Regions from separate parts of the Mus musculus genome. Here all the other regions are linked to region 3. The links are chromatin contacts, called in public HiChIP or PLAC-seq and promoter capture Hi-C maps. All regions are on one chromosome and are shown on one strand. Each heading gives the region's core, a stretch centred on a gene start, on an enhancer-like site or on the middle of the called end of the contact. The rest is flanking DNA. Distances are from core to core; before and after follow the strand shown.

Region 1 (3,232 bases), core at 671-3,170, 160 kb after region 3:
CAAACCAAAGCTTGAGTTTATTTTTTGTTGTTGGAGATGTTTGACAGGTGGGTAAGAAGACATAAACGACAACCACAGTGGAAAGAAGTCAATCTATTTTCCTTTGCAGATTTCTCAGCCATTAAGAAAACCCAGTAAAAGTGAATTGGACATGTCAAGTTAACAGATGATCGCAGGATAGTTGCCAGGCCACAGATCAATAAACAAGATTCACCTGCTTCCAAGCGCAGAGCGAAGCCATTGCCTGGGTTTGGCCCTGGGCCTGAAATCACTTTTCTTAGCCCTACTTCATCTCTGTTGTTGGAAGCCCAGGCAGCTATGTGAGCTGTGGAACTAAACACACCACAGGTGAGAGGCTGATGGCTTCATCTTACCAACAAAATTAATTTAATTTCTCCATTCAAGATTTAAGTCCTGTCAACTAAAAATAATTTGAACTGATTTCCTATGAGAACTCCTTTTAATTAATTTATTTATTTGGAAGTCCTCTCACAATTTAGCCCTGGGTGGCCTAGAACTCATTATGTGGAGTAGGTTGTCCAGCCTCTGCTTCTTGGTAATGGGACTTCAGTTGTGCAAGAACCGATACAAAGAGAAGCAGTTTGGGGCACCTTTTTACGTAAACATGTCACATAGTATGTATCCAAAAGTAGCATACAGAAGTATATAATTTAAAATGCTATAATGTCGTGGTAAATCTCCAACCCCAATATGCCCATGCAAAACCACACAACTCGGGTATAATATTTACAAGCCGCACACCTAGCCTGGGCAGATTCACCACTGCTCTACTCTATTCCCAGCTACATGATCTCTGGCTACTTGCAGCTTCTCCAGACCACGTGGTTCTGCTCCACCTTCATTTCCTCTCCTCTCCCTCCATCTTCCTCTGCCTTCCCCCTCTTCCTCTCTTCCCTTTCTCTTTAAAACCTCCAGCCCCACCTTTCCCTTCCACTGCCCAACCACAGGCTCTAGCCTTTATTGGACCAGTTAGAATGGGGAGAAGGTTCCCATGAAATCACCTGAGTACCGGATACACTCCTAGAGCAGGCAGCCTTCTCTTGAAGGAAGCAGAATTAACATCAGAATACAAACAGCACCAGTGCAACCCCTTTAAGTTGAAATTGTGGGACCCCGAGCGTTTCTCCCTGGAAGGTAAAGCCCCTGGACGTTCCCCAAGCTTGTTTTCCCTGATCTTTAAAAATACAGCCAGAAAGAAGCTCTTTGTTCTCTATAGCCAGCAAAAAGCCTTTTTGTTTCTATACTTTACAACCAGAGATGCCTGCCTTCGTGTGCCGAGGACACGGAGATAAAAATTCAGAAAGAACTCACTCCCCACTCCTGCCTTGTAAATTTCACCAAGGACACCCAGAAAAGAAGAACTCTCCTTCCAACTCCTCCCAACTCTTCCCAACTCCTCCCAATTCCTCAGCTAGCTGTTAAAAGCCCCCTAGGGGTCAAACTCCCCTGCCCTGCATGGTGGAGGAACTTCGTCCTCAGTAAGCTGATTATAAAAGCTCTTGCAGTTTGCATCAGGTGTGGTTTTCTTTTGGGACACTGGGGTGCTGGCCAGCTCATCCTGGGACTTGAGCGGAGGCCCAGCTTTAGGGGTCTTACAAAATCACAATCATGAAACAAAGTAATACAGCAAGACAAATTTACCAAAAATTTAAAAACATTTGAGTTTAAATATGTGATGGAATTGAGGGACTCTAAAGGCTTTTCCAGTCCCACACCCTCCTTACAGCTTCCCCCTCCTGCCTGGGGTCAAGGCTAGGCCGAGTTCCATTCTCCACCCACAGGAACATTCTTGAGTAAAAAATTCTCAGAATGTACTGACTGATAATTACCTGACCCTCTGGAAAGTACCAGGTAGAGTTCAAATAGAGCCAACAGATTTAAAGGTCAGTATGCTTAGCCAGTAAGTTTGGACTGTAACCTTGCTGATGTAACCTGTCCCTGAAAATATAAAAACTGCTTGTAATAGCCATTCAAGGTCACCTTCTAGTCATTCCTCTTGAGAGATTAATTGAAGGTTGACCCTGACAGGCCGGAAAATAACCCTCTTGCTTTTCCATTGATCCGCATCTCAGTTTCTCACTAGGGGGTGTCTCAAAGTAAGTACCACTGGCCAAGGGTCTAATACAGATCCAAGCTTAAGGAAGACACTGGGAGGTTTGGCTTTGGGGCTAGGCTTAAAGATGGTTAGAATTTAGATTTATTAGAAGCTGGGTGAGGTGGCTTACCTACCCAGCTTCTTGCAATCTCAAGGGAAGCCAAGGCAGGAGGGTTGAAGCAAATTCAAGGTCAAATTGGTCTACTTATTGTGTTCTAAACCAGCCAAGGCTCCATAGACTGTTTGCATGGCTTTCCAATGAATTCAGGTGCCGTAGCAAGCACAGCCACCGGTGTCTCGGGGATCTGGATAGGAGGAGGATGTAGACAGAGACACAAGACACCTAGTCCACTTCAAGAATGAACAATTTTTATTTTTCTCCCGATGCCCTCTATTGTTTTTAGCTGATAGTGCTAACACTGCAGGCAGAACTTGAGCAGTCAGTGACAAAGCCTTGGTAAAATATTAAGGCCTAGATGGAATGTGAAAGCCTAGGTATGGCTTTAACCCCAGCACTTGGGAGGCAGAGGCAGGCAGATTTCTGTGTTCGAGGCCAGCCTGGAGCCTGGTCTAGAGTGAGTTCCAGGACAGCCAGGGCTACACAGAGAAACCCTGCCTGGGGGGGGGGGGGGAATCCTAGGCTAACATTGCTTGGTTAGCCTGCCATTTTAAGGAAACTTTTTCATGTTTTTGCTGTTACTAGAAAAGTTTCTAATGCCAAGATTGATTGCATGTTCTCTTATGTTCTGTGCCCTTGGAAACCAATATAATTGTTTTGTATAGTTACCCACAATAAGCTCGGACCCAAACCAACCACTCAACAGCACTTCCTGTACCTGTGTATTAGTTGTTATGGTACAAGCTGCCCCTGGGTTAGAACCTGACATAGATTTTTTTTTTTTTCCGAGACAAGGTTTCCTCTGTGTAGCTCTGGCTGTCCTGGAACTCACTCTGTAGACCTCGAACTCAGAAATCCACCTGCCTCTGCCTCCCGAGTGCTGGGATTAAAGGCGTGCACCACCACGCCCGGCTAAAGTTTAAGTTCTTAAGATCTCCCTGGAAACTGACATCTGCTCTACAGAAAGAGACATGCACGTGTGTAAGTGACACCCTGGT
Region 2 (3,489 bases), core at 945-3,444, 160 kb before region 3:
AAAGAAAGAAAGAAAGAAAGAGAAAGAGAGAGAAAGGAAGAAAGACTAAAACAAAGAGAACAAAAAGAATACATCCTATCATTAAGATAGAGGAGACAGTGAAATGGGTAAAATGGAAGTATAGAGGGAGAATACTGGGGGTGGAAAGGCTCAAAGATGAAGAAGGATAGGGAATGAAGACATGAGGAAATGAGGGAAGGTAGGGTGTGTGTAAAAGCTATGTGGAAACCTACACTCTTGCAACCAAATGAAAAATACAATCAGAAGGGGCAGTGGAATCAGTAATATGAAGGAACAGGGAGAATATTCCAGGTTAAAAACTGCATGGAGTTGAGGGTAGGAGATGTGAGTAAGCAGGAGAAGCATATGGGTTAGCCAAGACAAAGAGGTCTATGGAAACCCAATAGCTTGTAAGCTAATTTTTAAAATATAATAGAGACTAGAGATATGGCAGTTGGGAAGAACCTATAGGTGTTGTTTATACCCACAGAGTTGTGCTGCTCTCGAATGTCAGCTTCTTCCATCCAAGGCTCAGAGAACAAGGAGGAAGAGTGAGCAGATGAGAGAGAACATGGGAAGGGGAAAGCTGAGAAATGCTGTCTTCTACATATAACATCAACAACACACCAACTCTAACAATATGCCTACTTCATAGCAGCTGTGATTGTGTACAAAACCAGTACAAGACCAAGCCAGTCAAAATTCCATCTTGGGGGCTGGAGCGATGGCTCAGTGGTTAAGAGCACACACTGCTCTTACAGAGGATATGGGTTTGGCTCCCAGCACCTACCTGGTGGCTTATCACCCTCTATAATTCCAGTTCCAGAGGATCTAACACTCTCTTCTGACCTCTACACAGGCATGCAGACAAAATACTCATACACATTTAAAATTTATATATTAAACATATATATCTTTTTTTTTTTTTAATTCCAGCATAGACTAGGGAAGAACTCCTGAGGTCCAACTCTGAGGTGGGGAACCACTGGCAATTGACAGCAGCTGAGGAGAAAGTCACTTTTTTTTGAGGATGTGGCTGCTAGTAGGTTGCCCATGCCCCAGTGAATGGCCCACACTAATGACCATATGGTCAACACTAACTGCACTACCACTAAAAATAATAAAAGAAAACATGAAGTTAGAGGGAGATCAGATGAAAGGGTCCTGGAGGAAGTAGGAGGGAAGTAGTAGTTGGTGGATAAAATCAAAATGCATTATACATGAGGACTGGAAAGATGGCTCAGCAGTTAAGAACACTGGCTGCTCTTCCAGAGGAGCCATGTTCAATTTCCAGCATCAACACAGCAGCTAATAACTATTTGTAACTCCAGTTCCAGGAGATCCAATGCCTTCTTTTGGCCTCCCTGGACACCAGGCACACAAGCAATGCATATACATATATGCAGGCAAGATACCCCCACACATGCAACCACAGCACTTGGAAGACAGAGGCAGACGGCCCTCTGTGAGTTGAAAGCCAGCCTGTACTTCACAGAGTGAGTTTCAGGACAGCCAGGACTACACAGAGAAAGTCTATCTCAGAAAAAAATTTAAAAAATTTTAATAACAAAAACAAATATGCCCAAAACACATGTTATATACATATGACATTTTTCAGAGTAAATTTTACTCTTTAAAGGTATGGTAGCACAGTCTTTAATCCCAGCACTTGGGAGGCTACATGCAGATCTTTGTGAGTTTAAGGACAGCATGGTCTTCATAACAAGTTAAGGACAGCCAGAACTACTTAATGAGACACTGTCTCAAAACAAACAAAAAATATGTTCTATAAAAGCACACTTTTAAATATACTATAGAAGTTAGGGAAGTAAAAGCACACAAAATGAACTTTTCTGAATATCCCCATTTTAGGTACTTTACCACAAAATAAGAATTGAACCATGTTTCTGAACAGCCTAAGCTATCAAAAGTAAGGAATCTGAAACTACTCAAAGCAGGACTGGTTATCATTTCACTGTGTAGGTGCATATCAAAGCATTATGGTGGTAAACACCTAGAATTCTAGTTCTAGGCAACAATGATTCCCGCTAGTCTGAGATCAGCCTGCCCTACATCAAGGAGCTGGAGAGAGAGCTCAGCAGTTAAGAACACTGGCTGCTCTTCCAGAAACCCTCAGCTTGGATTCCTAGTGAACCCATCTGTAACTCCAGTCCCAAGGGATCAGATGCCTTCTTCTGGCAGTCATGGGTACTTCATGCACATGGTTCACAGACATTCCTAACTCAGGTTCCAGAGGATCTGATGCCTTCTTCTGACCTCTGCAAGCACCAATCACACACATGGCACACATACATATGCACTACACTCACACACATAAACTAAATAAATTTAAATAGAAAAACAAAGGGTATAATACACACACAATAAGTAAGTAAATGTAATTTTAAAATCTTTTCAAAAAAAAAAAACTTTTGAGCTACCAACAAATTAAGAAAAGAATTATATAAATCTTTTGGCCTTTAACCTCAACTTACATATTGGAAACTCTAAGAATAATCTGAAATATTTCTACTTTGATAAGGGTCCTTCCTTCCTTCCTTTTTAAAGCTCTTTCCTTACAGTGTCCATGTACTTCCTTTCAATTAAGATTACGCAGCTCCATTCCTAAGACAGACCTACTTCTCTCTGGGCACTAGGCAGGTACAGAGCATTGTCAAATACTTTCAAAATCTGTTGTGACTGCTGCTAGTCCTAAATTCTCTAAGTTTATATTGTAAGCACTCTTCCTTATGTTTGGTTTCCTGAAAATAACAAGAACACTAATGACAGGACACTCTGACTCACTAATTAGTCATTCTTACACTCTCTTTAAGTTGCCTTGAGCAAAGCACTGTCAGTCAAACAGTACTACAACTGATGATTGGGTCAAAACAAAAGCATCAGTGACTGATTAGTGTGGGAGGAAAGGTGGACTGCCAAACAAACAGTGTGACAATGAAAACACCATCTCCTAGCCTACAGACTATAGACAACAGGGGCTCAGGTTCACTCAGAGTCTGCTAAGAACCTTCCTGTGCTACCTCCTCTAGTATTCCAATGTAAGGCCTAAAAACGAGTTCTACTGCATGGACAAGCTCAGCTGGAAACAGAAATGCAGCAGGGGCAAGCAGCCATGGACAAAGCCAATCCATGGGTACACTGAGAGTTGCACAGTACTTGGCAGCTGCACCAACACAATCATGGCACTGGGCCTGAAGTGCAACTTGTACCTGGGTGCTGTCTGTACTTCCAGGTTGACCTTAACCTTAAACCTCTCAGCTCCAAGCAGCTTCTGATCCCCAATCCTGGGTTCCTGTACAGTCTGCTTAAATAGGACCAATACCTGGTTTCTGAGCACACTGAGTCTGGCTTTCCAGTACAAAACACCCACAACCATTTAATAGCTGAAGAAACAGCAGAGACAGAGGCCCTGGCAAAGAAGCACCTGCCTAAAGAGATCTCAGAACCACTGGCTGCACCCACAGACCT
Region 3 (3,594 bases), core at 169-2,668:
TCTCTGTGTAGCCCTGGCTGTCCTGGAACTCACTCTGTAGACCAGGCTGGCCTCAAACTCAGAAATCCGCCTGCCTCTGCCTCTGCCTCTGCCTCCCAAGTGCTGGGATTAAAGGCATTCGCCACCATGCCCAGCTTTGTTATTGTTTTTTGAGAGAAGATCTCATGTAGCTCAAGCTGGCCTGGAACTCGGTATGTAGCTGAGGCTGGCCTTGAATTTTGGACCCCCCCCCACCCCCCCAAGCCTTGGGATTACAGGGACGCGCCACCACAGCAGACTTACTAGCATTTACTTCTGTTGAGAAAAAATTGGTTAGAATCCAGGTGACCTGTGTGATCCCTGGGGGCTGTGATGCGCAGCCGTTGACAGTTTAGGGGAGACTTGGGGTGGGAACAGTCAAGAGGAGTAAGGCCTGTTTTGTACTTTTAAATAAAATGTTTGTATCTGTCTAACATGTCTAACAGAGTGATGTGTACTGGGAAAGGGCCGGAGGCAAGGCTGAGGGGGTGTCCAGTCAAGCCATTCTTACCCCTGCCACGCCCCCTTTCAGAGGACTGAATTTACAGCCATGCAAATGCTAAACGGGTGTTCCATCACTCAGCCATGCCCCCATCTCTTTTTATATATTTGCTTTAGAATTTTTAGGCAGAGCTTTTGCTAAGTTGCCTAAGTTGGCTTTGAACTTAACCCTGTAGCCCAAACAGGCCTGAAACTGTCTCAGCCTCCCTAGCTGTGGTCCCAGGTCTGTGCCACCAGTGTCAAATCTCTGCGTGTCCAGTGTGACACGGGTGTGTGTGTGTGTGTGTGTGACCGCCTTGACCCTTGACCTTTACTTCTCAGCTCTCCCTTGGAGGACATTCAGGAACTCATCTGCAATGCTGTCTGAAAGCAGCGCTGGGGAAAGCATAGGCTCGCCCACAGACTACCCTAGCCTTTGGCCTCCAGCAGCACAGGGACATGAGCCTGCATAGTCAGGCACATTTACCAGGACACCAGCCCTCTCCTTTCTCACACTTGACCTTGATGGTGTCCTTATTTACAAAGAGTGATTGCAGCTATTTTTGTGCAGGGAGTCCAGAAAGCCAGGGGCCGGGAGAGAGGAGTGACTCACTGCTTTCAGCTTACCGTCTTCCAGGACCTGGAGAGCCCACTTTGAAAGGCATATTTAGGATCTCCCTAAATATACTGTTCTCTACAGACAGCCGGGGTGTGGCTTGCAGCTCCTTCTTTTTTGTTGTTCTTTCCTTTGTGGAATTAAGTTAGCCTTTCTCACTCCACTTTGGGGAGGGGGTAGGCGGTGTTATCTTCCAGGAAGTAAGGAGGGTGGGGAGGAAGGGAGTGATTTAGGGACACTCAGCTCTAAGAGAGGCTTCCTCGCCCACACAGCGCTCCCTTGGGTGAGGTCACTTCCCTGGCCTCTGATTGGCTTCTAAGGAAGGCTTCCTCGAGCTGATTGGTTGCATGCACTTGCCATGCCACAGCCACGAGTAAGTTGCGTGTCCAGTATAGAAACAGAGTAAGGAGACCTGCAGAGACATCTGCCGTGCTACCACGGGAGGCCCCACTGAGCATTTCATAGTCTAAGGATGGACTGTGTGAGAAGCGTCCAATAAGCTTCCCAATCGCTTTTAGACAGGCCGACCGAATTTCCTACAGCATCGTGGGTTAGAGAACCGAAATCCAAGGTCAGGTATTTCTGACCCCATTGTACAGGGCAAAGAGGGGCTTAGACTCCATGGAGGAGAAGCGCCTTCAAGGCCTCGTTTAAATGTGGTAGCAAGTGTTGGGATAGAAGCCCAGCCAAGAAAGCAGAGCCGGGAACAGGAATAGAAGCGAACATTCCAGAGTTATTGAGCAATTTGTGGTGATTGATGTGTTTCCTTTTCTAGCTCTCCGAGGTGAGGGAAGGGCGGGGCCAGGAGACTTGTCCCTGGGGTTTCCCACAGTTCTACAGCCAGCGACTGTAGCTAGGGAGGAAACAGCCGAAAACAAAGATCCTGAACGGTTTGGTTCTGTTTTGTTTACCTGTTGTCTTTTCCTACGTTGTCCCGTGCACACACAGTGGAGGGGAGACACCATCCTAACCCTCATTACTTAAGTCCAGGTCTATGTTGAGAGACACTGCCACAGGCTAGCCCACCTGATGCTCCTCTTTTTTTTTTTTTTTTTTTTTTAACATTTCATTTATTTGGCCAAGGGTGTACAAAATGGCGTGTGTGGGGAGCCCAGAGGACAGCCTGCTGGAGTCAGTACTCTCCTGCTGCCATATGGGTCTGGGGGCTCACATGCAAGGCTTGGAGGCAAGCACCGAATGAGCCAACTCACATCCCTGGGAACTTGGTGGTGGGACCAAAGATCCCGAACTAAAGGTGGTAAAGGAGGGCAGGACACTAGTCCCCACCCATCTTTCCACAGTTCCGTCCCTTCACGTTGCCTTTCCCCTGGCGCAGGAGAAAGGAGGACAAAGGTTGGAATGACCACTTGGGATCAGTCATGCTACCTCAAAGACAAAGTGTCATAAATATCAAGTCATTCTTGGACTCTGCCCTGCCTGGACTCCTGCCTTCCCTGGCAGGTGACCTTGTTGGACAAAGCCAGTGACACGAGACACAGCAGCTTCCCCAAATTCCTAATTGGTTCCAGGCAATAGCTAAACCATGTCCACTGACCTTTCCCCAACTTCCCACAAGCACTCCCAAACAGGCAGAGGCTGGAGCCTGGGTCCAGCAGACAGGGTCAAAGCCGCTCTTCCTGGAGAGGCAGGCAGCACAGCAGTTGAGGCCTGGCCTACTAATTTACATAGACCTAGTCAGTGTTTGCCACCCAGGTACATAATACCCATTAGGAACAGTTCTTATTGTCTAAATTGCTCCAATGCCTGGACTGCAGACTAGATTTTACAGCAGGAAAACCTAACCCATGTTCCACACCTACCCTCCCAGGCCTCACCTCCTTAGGTAGGACCCGTGAAATGGGGAGTCGGTGAACAGGTGCAAGGACTCATGTGGTTTAAGAGAGGACCAAATAGAGATCTGGATGCAGCAAATTTAGGTTGAGAGTGGAGAACAAAGAAAACTGAAGGCCAGAAGGCAGGTGGATGGAGCGATTAGGCACCGCGGTTTGGTAAGGGAAAGGTAGTTGGTTTCTGCAACTTACTTTTATGGTTGTTTGAACTTTGAAAGTAAAGAAGGGTGTGGGCTGGTAGAGAATAAAGCAGGGTGTGAACTGGGGGTGTAGCTCAGTAGTCAGAGCACTTGCCCAGCATACACAAAGTCCTAGACTTTATCCCTAACACTACAGAACTGAGCATAAAAGCGTATGCCTCTAACCCTTGGTTCTATGGAAAATTTGAGTCCAAGCTGGGGCACAGGAGACACTGTCTCAATGGAAATAAAAGAAAAAGAAGCTGGGCATGAAGTGGGTCTACAGAGTGAGTTCCAGGACAGCCAGGGCTATACAGAGAAACCCTGTCTTGAAAAACCAAAAAAAAAAAAAAAAAAAAAAAAAAAAAAAAAAAAGAAAGAAAGAAAGAAAAAAGAAATGAAGAAGCTAAGTCAAGGGGAACAATTGTCATCTCAGATAGGCAAAATATCA

The links. HiChIP or PLAC-seq counts read pairs in DNA pulled down with a chosen protein or histone mark. Capture Hi-C pulls out chosen DNA fragments and counts their contacts.
Region 1: an H3K27ac HiChIP or PLAC-seq map of embryonic stem cells shows a contact between it and region 3, with 13 read pairs. The contact joins two enhancer-like sites. A contact is called at or near these places in 4 of 39 promoter capture datasets (the HPC-7 cell line, cranial neural crest, hematopoietic stem and progenitor cells and 1 more), 1 of 15 datasets of contacts at CTCF or cohesin (embryonic stem cells) and 4 of 115 datasets of contacts at active chromatin or transcription factors (embryonic stem cells, microglia and stem cell-derived neural progenitor cells).
Region 2: a contact with region 3 is called in a promoter capture Hi-C map of adipose tissue. The contact joins two enhancer-like sites. A contact is called at or near these places in 2 of 39 promoter capture datasets (the HPC-7 cell line and hippocampal neurons), 1 of 484 Hi-C or Micro-C datasets (embryonic stem cells), 2 of 115 datasets of contacts at active chromatin or transcription factors (embryonic stem cells and microglia) and 2 of 9 other capture datasets (adipose tissue and pancreatic islet).

What each region holds. Positions count from the first base shown.
Region 1 is chr3:96,416,874-96,420,105 of GRCm38.p6, reverse strand. No RefSeq gene overlaps it. Among named protein-coding and RNA genes, the nearest start is that of Gm24136, 4.2 kb to the left of the region's middle. Within about 2 kb of position 1,920, at least 18 of the 459 cell types and tissues checked have an H3K27ac peak or open chromatin away from gene starts, as enhancers often do. A contact at or near this core is called in embryonic stem cells, where this site is marked.
Region 2 is chr3:96,736,891-96,740,379 of GRCm38.p6, reverse strand. All of the region lies in intron 1 of Rnf115 (ring finger protein 115), which reads right to left. Among named protein-coding and RNA genes, the nearest start is that of Rnf115, 11 kb to the right of the region's middle. Within about 2 kb of position 2,194, at least 23 of the 459 cell types and tissues checked have an H3K27ac peak or open chromatin away from gene starts, as enhancers often do. A contact at or near this core is called in adipose tissue, where this site is marked.
Region 3 is chr3:96,574,730-96,578,323 of GRCm38.p6, reverse strand. Polr3gl (polymerase (RNA) III (DNA directed) polypeptide G like) reads left to right here. Exons shown (of 8, transcript NM_027241.4): 8 at 1-452. Among named protein-coding and RNA genes, the nearest start is that of Gm15441, 9.7 kb to the right of the region's middle. Within about 2 kb of position 1,418, at least 381 of the 459 cell types and tissues checked have an H3K27ac peak or open chromatin away from gene starts, as enhancers often do. A contact at or near this core is called in adipose tissue and embryonic stem cells, where this site is marked.